Regions from separate parts of the Xenopus laevis genome. Here region 1 is linked to region 2. Evidence: chromatin contacts called from public Hi-C data. All regions are on one chromosome and are shown on one strand. The core of a region is the stretch at or near the end of the contact, and the rest is flanking DNA. Distances in the headings are between cores, read along the strand shown.

The links. A called contact is a pair of places that touch in the nucleus more often than the background predicts.
Region 1: a Hi-C map of the XL177 cell line shows a contact between it and region 2, with 2.1 times the contacts expected there. The contact joins two enhancer-like sites. A contact is called at or near these places in 2 of 4 Hi-C or Micro-C datasets (the XL177 cell line and the XTC cell line).

What each region holds. Positions count from the first base shown.
Region 1 is chr4S:102,135,644-102,142,554 of Xenopus_laevis_v10.1, reverse strand. No RefSeq gene overlaps it. Among protein-coding and RNA genes, the nearest start is that of cdc42ep1.S, 18 kb to the right of the region's middle. Within about 2 kb of position 3,019, at least 1 of the 7 cell types and tissues checked has an H3K27ac peak or open chromatin away from gene starts, as enhancers often do.
Region 2 is chr4S:102,075,209-102,081,447 of Xenopus_laevis_v10.1, reverse strand. No RefSeq gene overlaps it. Among protein-coding and RNA genes, the nearest start is that of LOC108715023, 24 kb to the right of the region's middle. Within about 2 kb of position 4,752, at least 1 of the 7 cell types and tissues checked has an H3K27ac peak or open chromatin away from gene starts, as enhancers often do.

The DNA of each region.
Region 1 (6,911 bases), core at 1,770-4,269, 63 kb before region 2:
CTTGGAGTGCTGTCACACTGCAGGACTATACATTGATTTTTTTGACCAGCACCCAGGTTAAGTTTTTGGCTGAAGGTGTGCGTCCATACGAACTGTATATATATATATATATATAAATATATATATATATATATGTAGATAATACATTTAAATACAGTATTGTAGGGAAATCACTTATTTTTCTAATAATTATAATTTTGGGATATCCAAATCAGTTTGGTGTGTACAATGTTAAATTAAAAACAGAAATGTTTTCATACATTCAGAATAAAAAAAAAAATATATATATATATATAGTTTTATTTTACTACATATTGAGCATAAACTGTTTTTTATTGTAGCCCCAACATACTCTGAGATCCAAGTGCAAGCTTCTTCAAGTTCAAAATAAATTCTACACAGCAGCTCACCCTTTCCCATCTGCTCTGTCTGTGTTTTAAAGGGCATGTAAAGTCTAAAATAGAATAAGGCTAGAAATGCTGTATTTTCTATACTAAATATAAACATGAACTTACTGCCCCACAAGCCAAAACAAATAATTTATGCTTTCAAAGTTGGCTACAAACTAACTAACTTTGTTAAATATCTTTGCAAGACTAAGACTGTGCACATGCTCAGTGTGGTCTTGGCTGCTTAGGGATCACCATAAACAAAGCTGCTTGAGTTCTGCATGGCTGGGAAGTAATTTTTCAGAGGTGAGAGATTACCACCCTAACTTCCTATACGCATTCTAAAGTGAGGAAGGCTTTGAACTTGTGTTCTGTGTTTGCAATAACAAAAAGAATTTAAAACAAAATATGATATCTCTTGGCCCGGCCCCTGAGGTCTACTTCTGTATTATATTTATGCCACTTTCCATAAAGTACCTTAAATATCTTTATTTTATTTTATTTTTCCATTTTAAATATCTTTATTTTAGATAGATTTAGAATAATTCTTGTATTGCTTCATAAAACACTGGCGAAGTGACTTTATACTCACGACTGTTCTTTGGGGAAAAGTGCATAAAATCAACTTGCTCATCTGTAACCGGTCCAAGAAGTTACTTTTATAATCTTTTTTCCCCAATGAACAAAATGAAAAAGTATTACAGCCGCTGGCTAGTAATGGGCAAATCTGTACCGTTTCGCTTCACCGAAAAAAGAAATGGAGAAAAATTTCCAAACAAAATGAAGTCAATGGGCGTCCAAATAATTTTGATCCGTGTAAATTATTCGACAAATTTGACACGATTGACAATTTTTATACACGTGACTATTTGGTCTAAATGCATTAAAGTCAATGGGCGTCCGAATAATTTTGATGACACCACAATTTTCTTTCTGATGCGGCAGATATTTTGCTGGCAAATTGCCATCGCAGTTTCGCAAATTAATTCACTTGCGTTGAAACGTGGAAATTCACCGCAAATGCGTGTCTGCTGAATTTATTCGCCCATCACTAGCGCTGCCTCCAAACAGGTTTCATGGGTTGCAATATGGCAGACTTCATAGACTGTCACAGGAAACAGTGAAGCTAATCACAAGTGAGTAGCAAACTTGGGGTGAATGATCAGTGTTTTGCTCAGCTCATCAACGTATTTAGACCTTGCCGGCACCCCCCCCACCAAAAGAACTTCGGAGTGTCCAGCATGAACATCAATCTTGAAACCTACCCCTGGCAATCTGCCCTCTCGCTGCCCATCCCTCTCACGTCCCCTTTCTCTATTGGGTCCCCAGCTTCTCTTGCTCGCATTACAGCTGGGGAGCAGGGATTTCATGAAAGCTTTAGAGGAAGCAGAGCCCCGCCACCATGGGGTCCACTTCCTCTATAGTTAAACCACTGGCTTTGCACAAAAGTTCAGAAAACCACAGAATTTTTTTACCAATGCACTGGAGTCAATGGAAAGGCAAAATGCCATTACAGTTAAAGAGTTCTTAGCTCTGCAATAGCATATACATTGTCTTTCATTGTTAACGAACCTTTCCACTATGCTACAAAAAGACTCTCATGTTGTTAAATTCTTCCAAACAAATAAATATTGTATTGTAGTGAATTTGCCACTGGCAAAACCATTACATTTGTTTCAGGAAACTATACTAAGCAACTAAGCTGGTTAAAGGTATTGAAAATCTTAGCTATGAGGAAAGACTGGCCAAATTGGGGATGTTCACGCTGGAGAAGAGGCGCTTAAGGGGTGATATGATAACTATGTATAAATATATAAGGGGATCATATAATAATCTCTCTAATGCTTTTTTTTTCCCAGCTGACACGAGGTCACCCATTCCGATTAGAAGAAAAGAGGTTCCACCTAAATATTCGGAAGGGGTTTTTTACAGTGAGAGATGTGAAGATGTGGAATTCTCTCCCTGAATCAGTTGTACAGGCTGATACATTAGATGGCTTTAAGAAGGGGTTGGATGGCTTTTTAGCAAGTAAGGGAATACAGGGTTATGGGAAATAGCTCATAGTCCAAGTTGATCCAGGGACTAGTCCGATTGCCATCTTGGAGTCAGGAAGGAACTTTTCCCCCTCTAAGGCAAATTGGAGAGGCTTCAGATGGGTTTTTCGCCTTCCTCTGGATCAACTGGCAGATAGGTAGTTAATTAAAAAAAAAAAAAAAGTTAACTCGATGGACATGTGTCTTTTTTCAACCTTACTTACTATGTTACTATGTGTATACAGGGCAAAAATTTCCGCTAATAGATAAGCAGTTACAATTAGCAATGTGTGCCATATGTGAAGGTTGAGGGTTATTTATGGCAGCCACGCTATTCACAATGAATTGTTGCAAACGTCTTTCAGTGTAATAGTTATTATGAGTGTAAAGACAGATGTTCCTGAGCATGTAGGAGCAGACAACCAGTTATCTATGATTTACAGATTATAACCAGCCAATCTGTGATAGATGCTTTTATGAAGAACCTTGAGGGGGTGATAAAGCGCTACAAATGGTAAAAATGTTCTACATCGATTTGGCCACAAGAGGGTATCCAAGTCCCTCTTCCACAAACCTTCAAAGGAAATGTGCCGTTAGGAGCGGATTTGTTCAGACTAGTCGGACACAATGGTATATTAGATCTGGAGAGCCCATAGCTGGTGGCTGCAGAATTAGGATGATAGCTCTATGGAATGAATTACTGTGATACTGAGAGAAAGACAGCTCTGGACACTGTGCAAAAGTCTGCTATAGTTGGCTATTGGTAGATTCTATGTATGGCAGCCTACAGAAGACTCTGTTTGCCTCCAAGCCATGAATGCAAAATGAAGCACCTGCTTTGAGGCCACTGGGAACAAGATCCAAGGGATTGGTGAGCAACATGTTGCTAATGAGCCACTAGTTGTGAACCCTAAACTAGGGGATCCTTAGGGGCCATGGAAAGCCAACTATCTGGAGAACCTTTTAAATTGGCATTCCATAATAAGAGCTGCCCAGAAGGGAAGAGGCTGGGAAGGAAAAAGTGTTGGAAGCCCAGGTACAGTACACAGCTAACAAAGTATCTTTATACGTGATAGGGTTATATAGATCAGAAATCAGCTATGCTAGGCTAATAATTATTGGCCGAGGGGGAAGCAGGCATTCATCAAACTTCATGGAAAAAACAACTAAAAATCCAATGTTTATTGGAAGCCCCTCTTCTACCTTTTGAATAGCAGAGTAATAAAAGCCTGGAAGTGCGATGTAAGAGGGCCTGGGGGTCTGGGAAGGAGGGACGTTTCATGCCAGGCCTTTCAGTAGATTTTTTTGAGGGGGGGGGGCTAGCCCAAGTTACACCACTGGTGTTGGGAATGTATTATGCACTTTCTTGCACTCTCCTCAACACTGGCAGACAGGAGGAATTGCAATCTAGATATACAGTACTCTAGCAATACTTCCTGTTTGTCAGAGCTCTGCAGCGACAACAAGAAGTCCTAGCCCATGATAGAACTGATAGATATATATATGTATGTATATATATATATATATATATATATTATATATATATATATATATATATATACGACAAAAAAGCTGAAGCACACCAGGATTTTCTTCAAGAAATGTAAAACTGTTTATTCCATCTGGAATAAACAGTTTTACATTTCTTGAAGAAAATCCTGGTGTGCTTCAGCTTTTTTGTCGTGGATATTTTACTTCTGGATTGCACCCAGGTCCCTAACTCCTGAAGTGTGTGCTAAAGCCTTCTACACTGTATATATATATATATATATATTATATATATATATATGTTTATATATGTCTGCGTGTTTGGAAGAGAAGAAGAAGGGCTTCTTTTATGTGCTTTATGCATACATTAGTAAATATTCAGTAATCAAACATAAATCCATTTAATTCTGCCGCACAATTTAAAATAAAGTTCCTAAATATAGACTTCTTAATGCAGGATTCTGTTGTCATTTCATTCAAGTTAAAAAGCCTGAATTAAAAAGCCTGAATTATATTCAGGAAGATGTAGGTCTGGCTACATTTGTAGATAACATAATAATGAGACATGCCTTCAGATGACGTTAATTTGAAGATCTGGAGTAAGGAAAGGGAAGCTGTTTCATCACAAACATTGACCAATTCAGAGATAAAAAGAGAAAATCTTACAACAGGGGAGACCCGTATTAAACAGATATATCAGGCATTACTGCTAACAGGGATGATTGTACCACTGGGATCTGGAATGGAAACTCCTCTAAGCAGTTGGGTTTGGAAGTCGGAAAGTGAAAAACCAAGATGATGCTGTTTAAACTAAAATGAAATCCTGACCTTTTTAGATGGAAGATAATCCAATACCGTCTGATAGAATCGCAGCATTTATTCAAGGTTCATACAACTGCAACAACATTACTTTAAGTGCTTGCTGACTAACAATGTGGGTTGAGTGCCTGTATTCATATCGGTTACTGTGTTAAGTCATTTATCATTATGTAACATTATATGCACCTTCTTTAGCGATACATTATTATTATAGCTTTAAATATGTATTTCCTGTTAATTATCCTTATTGTGGTGTTTATACAAATGGTCTGCGGGTGTCACTGTGCACAGGACTTGTACTGAGCATACACAGGACTTTCTGTACAGCTTAAAAGTGAAAGTGAAAGTTTCTGTTGTGTAATGGCTGCATGACTCTGCTAATAAAGCACTGTTATACTCTACTCATCCTCGGCTACCCAAAACATAACACTTATTTTTAAGATGCATAATTATTGAGATTGTTCATCGTTCACATACATCCCTGCAATAGTGGATAGTTTTGTACTTAGATCTCTACTTTGATGGCAATAATAACAACTAATAATCACAAAATTAATGATGTAAACCCACAAATTAGTAAAATATATTGTTTTTAAAAAAACAAGCCACTTCCTCATATGGAGAAGGATACTAATTCCTACTTCAACCTCTCATCAGGGCTGGATTGGCCTCTTAATTTGCGCAGTCCTAACGCCCCCAGGCCGCACTGCCCCGACTCCCCGGTAATGCAAGCGTGCAAGAGCAGCTCAAAAAGCAGCTGGGCAGCATGCCACCCCTCATATTTTGCCCTAAGCCCAGCCCATTGTGGCCTCGCCACAAATCCAGGCCTGCCTCTCTTAACTCACACACACTCCTGCAAAAAATAAAAGACTCCTCTTTCTGAAAATCTCCTTTTCCGCACTGCTCAGGTAAAAAAAAAAAGGTTTCTTTTTGTGGCTGTTCAGTGCAGAGAAAAGTGGGACTTTCCAGTACAAATGAGGGACTGAGGGTTGAGCTGTCAAAAGTGGGACTGTCCCGCTGAAAACAGGACAGTTGGGAGGTATACTTCTGGCCATGCAAGCTCTGATTGACAAGCCCCAATGGACCATAAGAATGTGTCGGAATCCAACACTCTCTTAAAGGAGAACTAAACCCCCAAAATAATGAAAACCCCTACCCTAGTCCCCCCCCCACCCCCCCCTGCACAGGTGTTCATACCTGTGAATTACCCCTTGATGAAGAGTCAGCACAGCGGAGCTCACAGGCACCATTTTCACCGCTTCGGGAGTAGTCAGTAAGTAAGCAGCATATTGTCGCATGTGCAGTTGTAGCGATTTACCGGTCCCGAACAACTGCACACGGAGATTGCAGAAGGGACCGATGAATCCCAAAGCGGTAAAGATGTCACCCGTGAGCTCTGCTGAACTGACTCTGCATTAAGGGGTAATTAAAGACTTAGGGGCATTTGCAGGTATTAACACCTGTGCAGGGGGACAGAGAGGGGGGACTATGGAGTGTAGGGGGTAAGGGTTTTCATTAGTTTGGGGGTTTAGTTCTCCTTTAAAGGAGAAGTGCCCTATGTCCAATTTACATAGAAAGGTCTAAAGGACATATTTTGATGAAGAATTCAATTATACTAAAACCTGAGAAGTGTCACTATGACTTTAAGGTTAGGAATACCCCTTAAATGAGTCCTAAGATAATATTCATACAAAGCATATGAATCTAGGCATGTGTCTAGGTTTTTAGGGCAATAAGACTTGGGATAAGATGGATTATTGCCCAGTATCCTAAGTTTTCAAGGCTAGCAACACGTACCCCAGACACGTATCTAGGTTTTGAGGGATGGCAACAATCCTTAAATGATACTTACAATAATAGTTAAATGCCATCTCTGGGCCCTTATTAAAGGTTTTTAGGGCTAGCAACGACTCTTGTGACTTATTTGCTTGGATAAACATTGGGGCAAATTAATCAAATATAAGTCTGGGGAAGCATATTGTGATACATTTTGTATTGAAGGGAGACAGAGCTTATTTCCCATACAGAATCAGGGGTGAGTGGGAAAGTATTGCCCAGTGGCCCACAGTGTTTATTAACTGCCAGGTCAGCAAATAGTGTAATCCTTCCTACACAGTTAGAAAGTGTGGGAATGAGCACATGCAAATCTACTCCAGCCAGGGATAAATATTTCTTGTACATT
Region 2 (6,239 bases), core at 3,503-6,002:
AGAAATGTCAATACAAAAAAACATTTATTCTATCTATACAATAAATTAGTAGTAACAAACAAGGGGTCATTGGAATAAAAATAACAATAAGTGCATTGTTAGAAATACAATTCACATAAATATAAAATATAATTACAATGCAGATTAAGTGCTCAGTGTCAAGGAAACAAAAGGCTAGAGGACCCTACCCCGTAGGGCTTACAGTCTAAATGGGAGGGTAACATACACACACAATTCAGAGGGGCATTAAGGTGCTGCAGGTTACAGTTTGTTACACTGTTATATAGGTATATAATCTATCCATATTAATGGATACAATAAAAAACCCTTGAATTCGACCCTCGAAGTAAAATACTTTGCATTCGAATATCGAATTCGAAAGATTTTAGCGCAAAAGCTTCGATCGAACGATCAAATAAAAATTGTTCGATCAAACGATGAAATCGATGAATCCAACTATTCGAACGATTTTAAGCGATCAATCAAATGATTTTTATTCGATCATATAAAGTGCCCAAAACCTATCTACAATGTCCCCATAGGCCAACATTCAATTCGGTAGCTTTTATTTGGCGAAGTATTGAGTCGAAGGATTTTTTAAAGAGACAGTACTTTGATTATCGAATGGTCGAATGGAGGAACGATTTTTACTTTGAATCATTCGATTCGATCGAATTCGATCGGATTTGACCAATTCGATGGTCGAAGTACCCAAAAACTTACTTCGAAATTCGAATATTTTTGGATTCGAACAATTCAGTCAAGCTTAGTAAAACTGCCCCTGAATTTCCAGAAAAGAAATCCATTAAAAAAATAGAATTTTCTAAACTCGGGTAAAAGGGATCGACCCGAAAATTCTAATCTAATTCGATTCGAGTTTAAAAAACTCGATTCAAGGTTTTTTTCTCCAAAATGTCAGGAAGGCAGCAAACAACTCCAAACTGATCCCAGGACGTCTCCCACTGACTAAAACAGCAATTTCGCAGGTTTTAGGTGGCAAATAGTCTAATTCAAGTTCTTGATAAATCTCAAAAATCTAATTAGAATTCACTAGTCGAATTTGATAGTTTTGGACATCAAGAAACTTGAAATTCTAATTTGAATTTTCATTTCGACCCTTGATAAATCTGCCCAATGTGCAGCATGTAGCTTGCTGTGTACAATAGACAGGGGCATATTTATTTATATGTGGGCCAATGCCTATATACAGCTAGTCACTGTATATCTATACAACTAGATACAACTGTGAGACCCACAGCAAATTCAATTTAGGGCCCCAAAACATTGGTAAATTGGCCTATTCTACATGATACAATGAAACTGATCAGTAATTAGGGCCTCACTGGGCCCTCGACACTCCTGCCTCCCCCCCCTGCAACCACAGGATCTGCTTCCTCTGTATTCACAACCCTGTATGGGGGGTAGGCCATGGGAGCCTGTATATAAAAATGTCTCCTGCTGCTGGATACTTGTGGCTAAATCTGGTGATTGAGCTGAGGGAATGGAGTGTACCTCTTCCTTTTGCAATTGGTGCATGCACAGTACACAAACTGTACTTCACATATGCCAGTCTCCAAAAAGGGAATATAATCTGATGTTTAGGGCAGCACTGAATGAAGATAAACCCCTGGCACTAGGTAACTCATTGCATTGCTGTATTTTCAAGTCTGTTGGTAACATCCCTACCTTCAGTTGCTGTTGAATTACAGCTTCCAGTGTCCTTAATTTGCAAATATACATTCATATTATTATCTGCTATTTCTATAGCACTGCCATGTTTACACAGTGTTTTTACACAAATTCTTTTTTTCTTTACATCTGTCTATGTCCCAGTGGAATTTACAGTCTATGGTCCTTATTGCATTCACAAACACGCTTAGGGTCAATTTTATCAGGAGTCAATTAACCTACCTGTGTGATCTTGGAATGTCAGAGGAAGCTGGAGAACCCAGAGGAGGCCTGCGGAGACATCGAGAGACAATACGAAATAATTGTGGATCGTGTCCAGCCTGGAATCAAACTGAGGACAACATTGAGAAGGCACCATGTTGCCTCTTTATATAAAATATCTTGTTCACCAGATGCCTAGAGCAGTATTAAGATACCCTGGCACATTTAAATGTCTGTTGAGATGTTAATTTCAATCTTGTAAACATCAGCTTTAATCAGACAGCTTGGTATGTCATGTTTGTATTTTCCAGCAGTGGCACAGGCATTATAATTAAATACATTATTGGGCTCTTTGTACAACTGAACATTGTGAGCCTTCTTTGTTCTCAATGACTATATTACTTCATATGAGTGTGTCTGAGTAACAGTGAATGTTGTTTATAAAGTAGGCACTAATGTACACTCTCTCTTTAGGAGACCTTGTATCTTCATTTGACTTTAGATATCACCAATATGCCAATGGCATCCAGATATATTTAGACACCCCTTCACTAACTGCTGATGCTCAGACCCAGCTCACAGACTGCCTCATATCTATCTCCTCCTGGATGAACCATCTCAAGCTCAACTTGGCCAACACTGAGCTCACAGTCATTCCACTCAAACCTAGCCCATATCTTCTTTTCACCCTTACTATTAATAGCATGGGGTCATCTTTGATTAGTCTCTCTACTGCCAAAACGTTTTGCATCTTTCTCAACAATACAACCTTCTCTTTTAGAAACAACAGCCAAAACACAAATCCATGCCCTTATCCTATCCCTTTAAGACTATTGCAATTTCCTTCTAACCAGTCTTCCTGACTCCTGTCTCTCTTCCCTAAAATCAATCTTAAACTCCACTACCAAGATCCTCCTTCTCTCTCCTAAGAGGAAACCTGTTCAATCCCAACTAAAATCCTAAGCATGGCTGCCTGTTAAACAAAGGATAGCATATAAAATCCTTCTGCTAACATTCCCTCATCCTGCTTCTCACTAAATTTCTTCATTTGTCTCACTGTACGTTCTTGGTCATTTTCTCTGCTCCTCTCAGAGCCACCTTCTTTTCACACCGTCCCCATTAAATCGGCTCTTCTTTGGGGCAACTAATCTCCCCGAACTGCCTCCCGCTGGCTAGGCTAGAATCTAAATCGCCAACGGGATGGCACTTAATTTTACGAAGTCGCCCGAAATTTCCTCATGAGGCAACTGCGGGCAGCTTTGGAAATCAAATCACACCAATTGCAATCCCACCGGTGAATTACATTCTAGCCAGCGGGAGGCAGTTTGGGGAGATTAGTCGCCCCGAAGAAGAGAGCGTGTGTCTCTACCCTTAGGACTGCTCTCTCAAACCCTTCAAGAAAAAAAGTCTACTTTTTGGAGCACTAGAACAGCTAGTCCTGGTACCTATTGGACAATGCCTTTACCTTGTGCACTTTTTCCCTTCCAATTTGTGCCTGTATGTTAGCCACCTGCCCACTTAGACTGTAAGCTCAACGGGGTAGGGACCTCCTTCTCACTGTGTCTCTAACCACATAGCACTTAAGCTCTGTGTCTTTATATGAGCTCTATTAACTGTATATATTTATTATATTTATTGCATACTTTTATATATTGTACTTTTATTTATGTTTTATTTGTATGCATTGTACAATGATGTGGCTCCTTGACAGTGTTTTACAAATAAAGTTATACATACATGCATACAAAACAGTTGGAGCAAGACACATCATGTTGAGCTGCCCATACAATGGCCAATAAAAGTTGCAGATTGAGTTCCTTCAGCCTGAAGGATTATTAAACAGAAAATATACTCCCTTGGTACACTTAGTGATAGGTAATTGATTCAGAAAGACAATATAAGGTAGTATGAAGTACTCACACAACCAGTTTGGAGACAGGATGGACATTACAGTAATTTGGGATCCCATCCAGAGGAAGTCTCCAGGGTATAAGCAAGTAATAATTTCGTATTCAGCTAGGGTCCCTACACTAAGGGTGTCGACTGGGGAACTACTTTTTGATAGTGGAGCACAGGACTGCTCTTGCTCACTAGGCTTGACTATCTTACACCACTAGGGTATTGAAAGACACAACGCAAGTGTGTCACATGTTAACATCATTTATGTGGTCCCTGTACCCCCCTCTCTCTCTGTGTGCAATAGATACCTTAGGATCTGACCTCTTTTCCAAGAGAAGAAAAGAAGCACCACCCAATACATAAATAATAGCTATAATTTGAATTTCTAATTACTTTTACACTTAAGAAGCAATCAACATTTTCAGGAAAATGGAATAAGGGCTTTGTACAGTATGGGACCCTACAACTTACAGGACTCTGATGTTGAAATTAAACTTATAGCCCCACAGTAGGGTTGCAGTTTGCCAGTCCTCGCGTATGTACCAGAGACTGTATGCCACAGATGCACAGAATGATGGGTGCTATTTTAGTTATGGCTGTCCCTTCTTTATATCTCTAACTAAGCACAAGGATTCTTGTTATGGAAATACCAGGCTGGGTTTCTATCTAAGCCAGGGTAGGACAGTACTCTGCCCTAATAAAACTCTGATAAGTTCCACTTCAGGCAGCTGAGATATCAAGAGCTTCCATATTGGTCTACAAACTGAAGTTATTCCCAGGCCACAGTATTTTTAATTTGTCACGTATCACCCAGCATTCTCAAACTTTAGTCCCTAATAGCCTCCTGACCCATCAAATAGGAAAGTGCCATAAATAGCCTCAGTTTTAATTCCCAGACAAGGGTGTTATACAGATGCACAGCCAGCATATTTGTAACGTCAGTATAATATCAGAAGTGGGAAGTTTGTCAGACAGCGAATGGGTTAATTCCAACCCTTCTCAGTACAGGATGAGAGTATGAGGGGGAGAGACATACCAGAATGGTGAAGTCACAAGGCTGCCTGGGCATTGCCCTTTATTCTGGGATCCTGACACTGAAACAGAGCTGAACAAACATACTCACATCCCCCAACAAAGTCCTTTGTGCTGAGAAAATCACTCATACACTGTGTCCTACAGAGTTCTATTTTAAGCTGACACAGCTCCAACAGAAAAAAAGTTTGCACTTGGGGCAATGTATTAAAGGAGCTCTTAGTGAGCTGCCAGCCCTTGCACTGGCACAAACATAGCATTACAGATATTTTCCTTCCAGGGTTTCCACTTCTGCCTGTGCAACGTCTGCCTGATCAGCCCTTATTTGCATCCAGCTCTGGCAGGGTAAGGTAGACCCTCGGTTTATTCTCACTGATACAGAATGCAAGGTATTGTTCATGACACACGCACAGTGGGAGACCCAAACTCCTGCTGAACCAGCATGTGGGCAGCACTAAAAGCATCCAAGCCTCCAAGATACATACACATCTCCCACCACCATGGAATATATTCACCACAGCATTAAAATCATCAAAATAATATTGATCCATTCTTGGACTTTTTGCAACCTCTTCATACTAAATGGTAACAAAATCAGAGGGGTAATTTATCAAATTCCCTGGCACAAGGGCTTGGGCACTAAGGGGTGCAAAGTCTTGCTCGTTATTTCTCATTTGAGTTCTGCCTATACCTTGAACTGAATCAATTAAGCACCCACTAGCTTGCACATCACACACAAGTTAGGCCATACCTCCCCACAGTTATTTTGTGGGGCAATCTGGCATCAAGGACCCCAAGAGTTGAGGTGATGGGGTTGGTTAAAGCAGTGTCAGGACATAACTGATCATAGTCAGGGTGAAACAGGGGTTTCTTTGTTTGTATGTCAGATATGAGGCATATTAAAACTGACTGCACCCCTCAAATGCATGACTGTACTTCTCAGATGAACACTCAATTTTGTGGGTTCAGCCATGTATGTGATGTTAGGGATGCACTGAATCCAGGATTCGTTCAGGATTCGGCCTTTTTCAGCAGGATTCGGATTTCGTCTGAATCCTTCTGCCCGGCCGAACCCAGAGAGGGAAATTGTGTGACGTTTTGTCACAAAACAAGGAAGTAAAAAATGTTTTCCCCTTCCCACCCCTAATTTGCATATGCAAATTAGGATTCGGATTTGGCACATATTTTCCTTCCAGGGTTTAACTTCTGCCTGTGCAACGTCTGCCTGATCAGCCCTTATTTGCATCCAGCTCTGGCAGGGTAAGGTAGACCCTCGGTTTATTCTCACTGATACAGAATGCAAGGTATTGTTCATGACACACGCACAGTGGGAGACCCAAACTCCTGCTGAACCAGCACGTGGGCACCACTGAAAGCCTCCAAGCCTGGCAGATACACACACATCTCCCACTGCCATA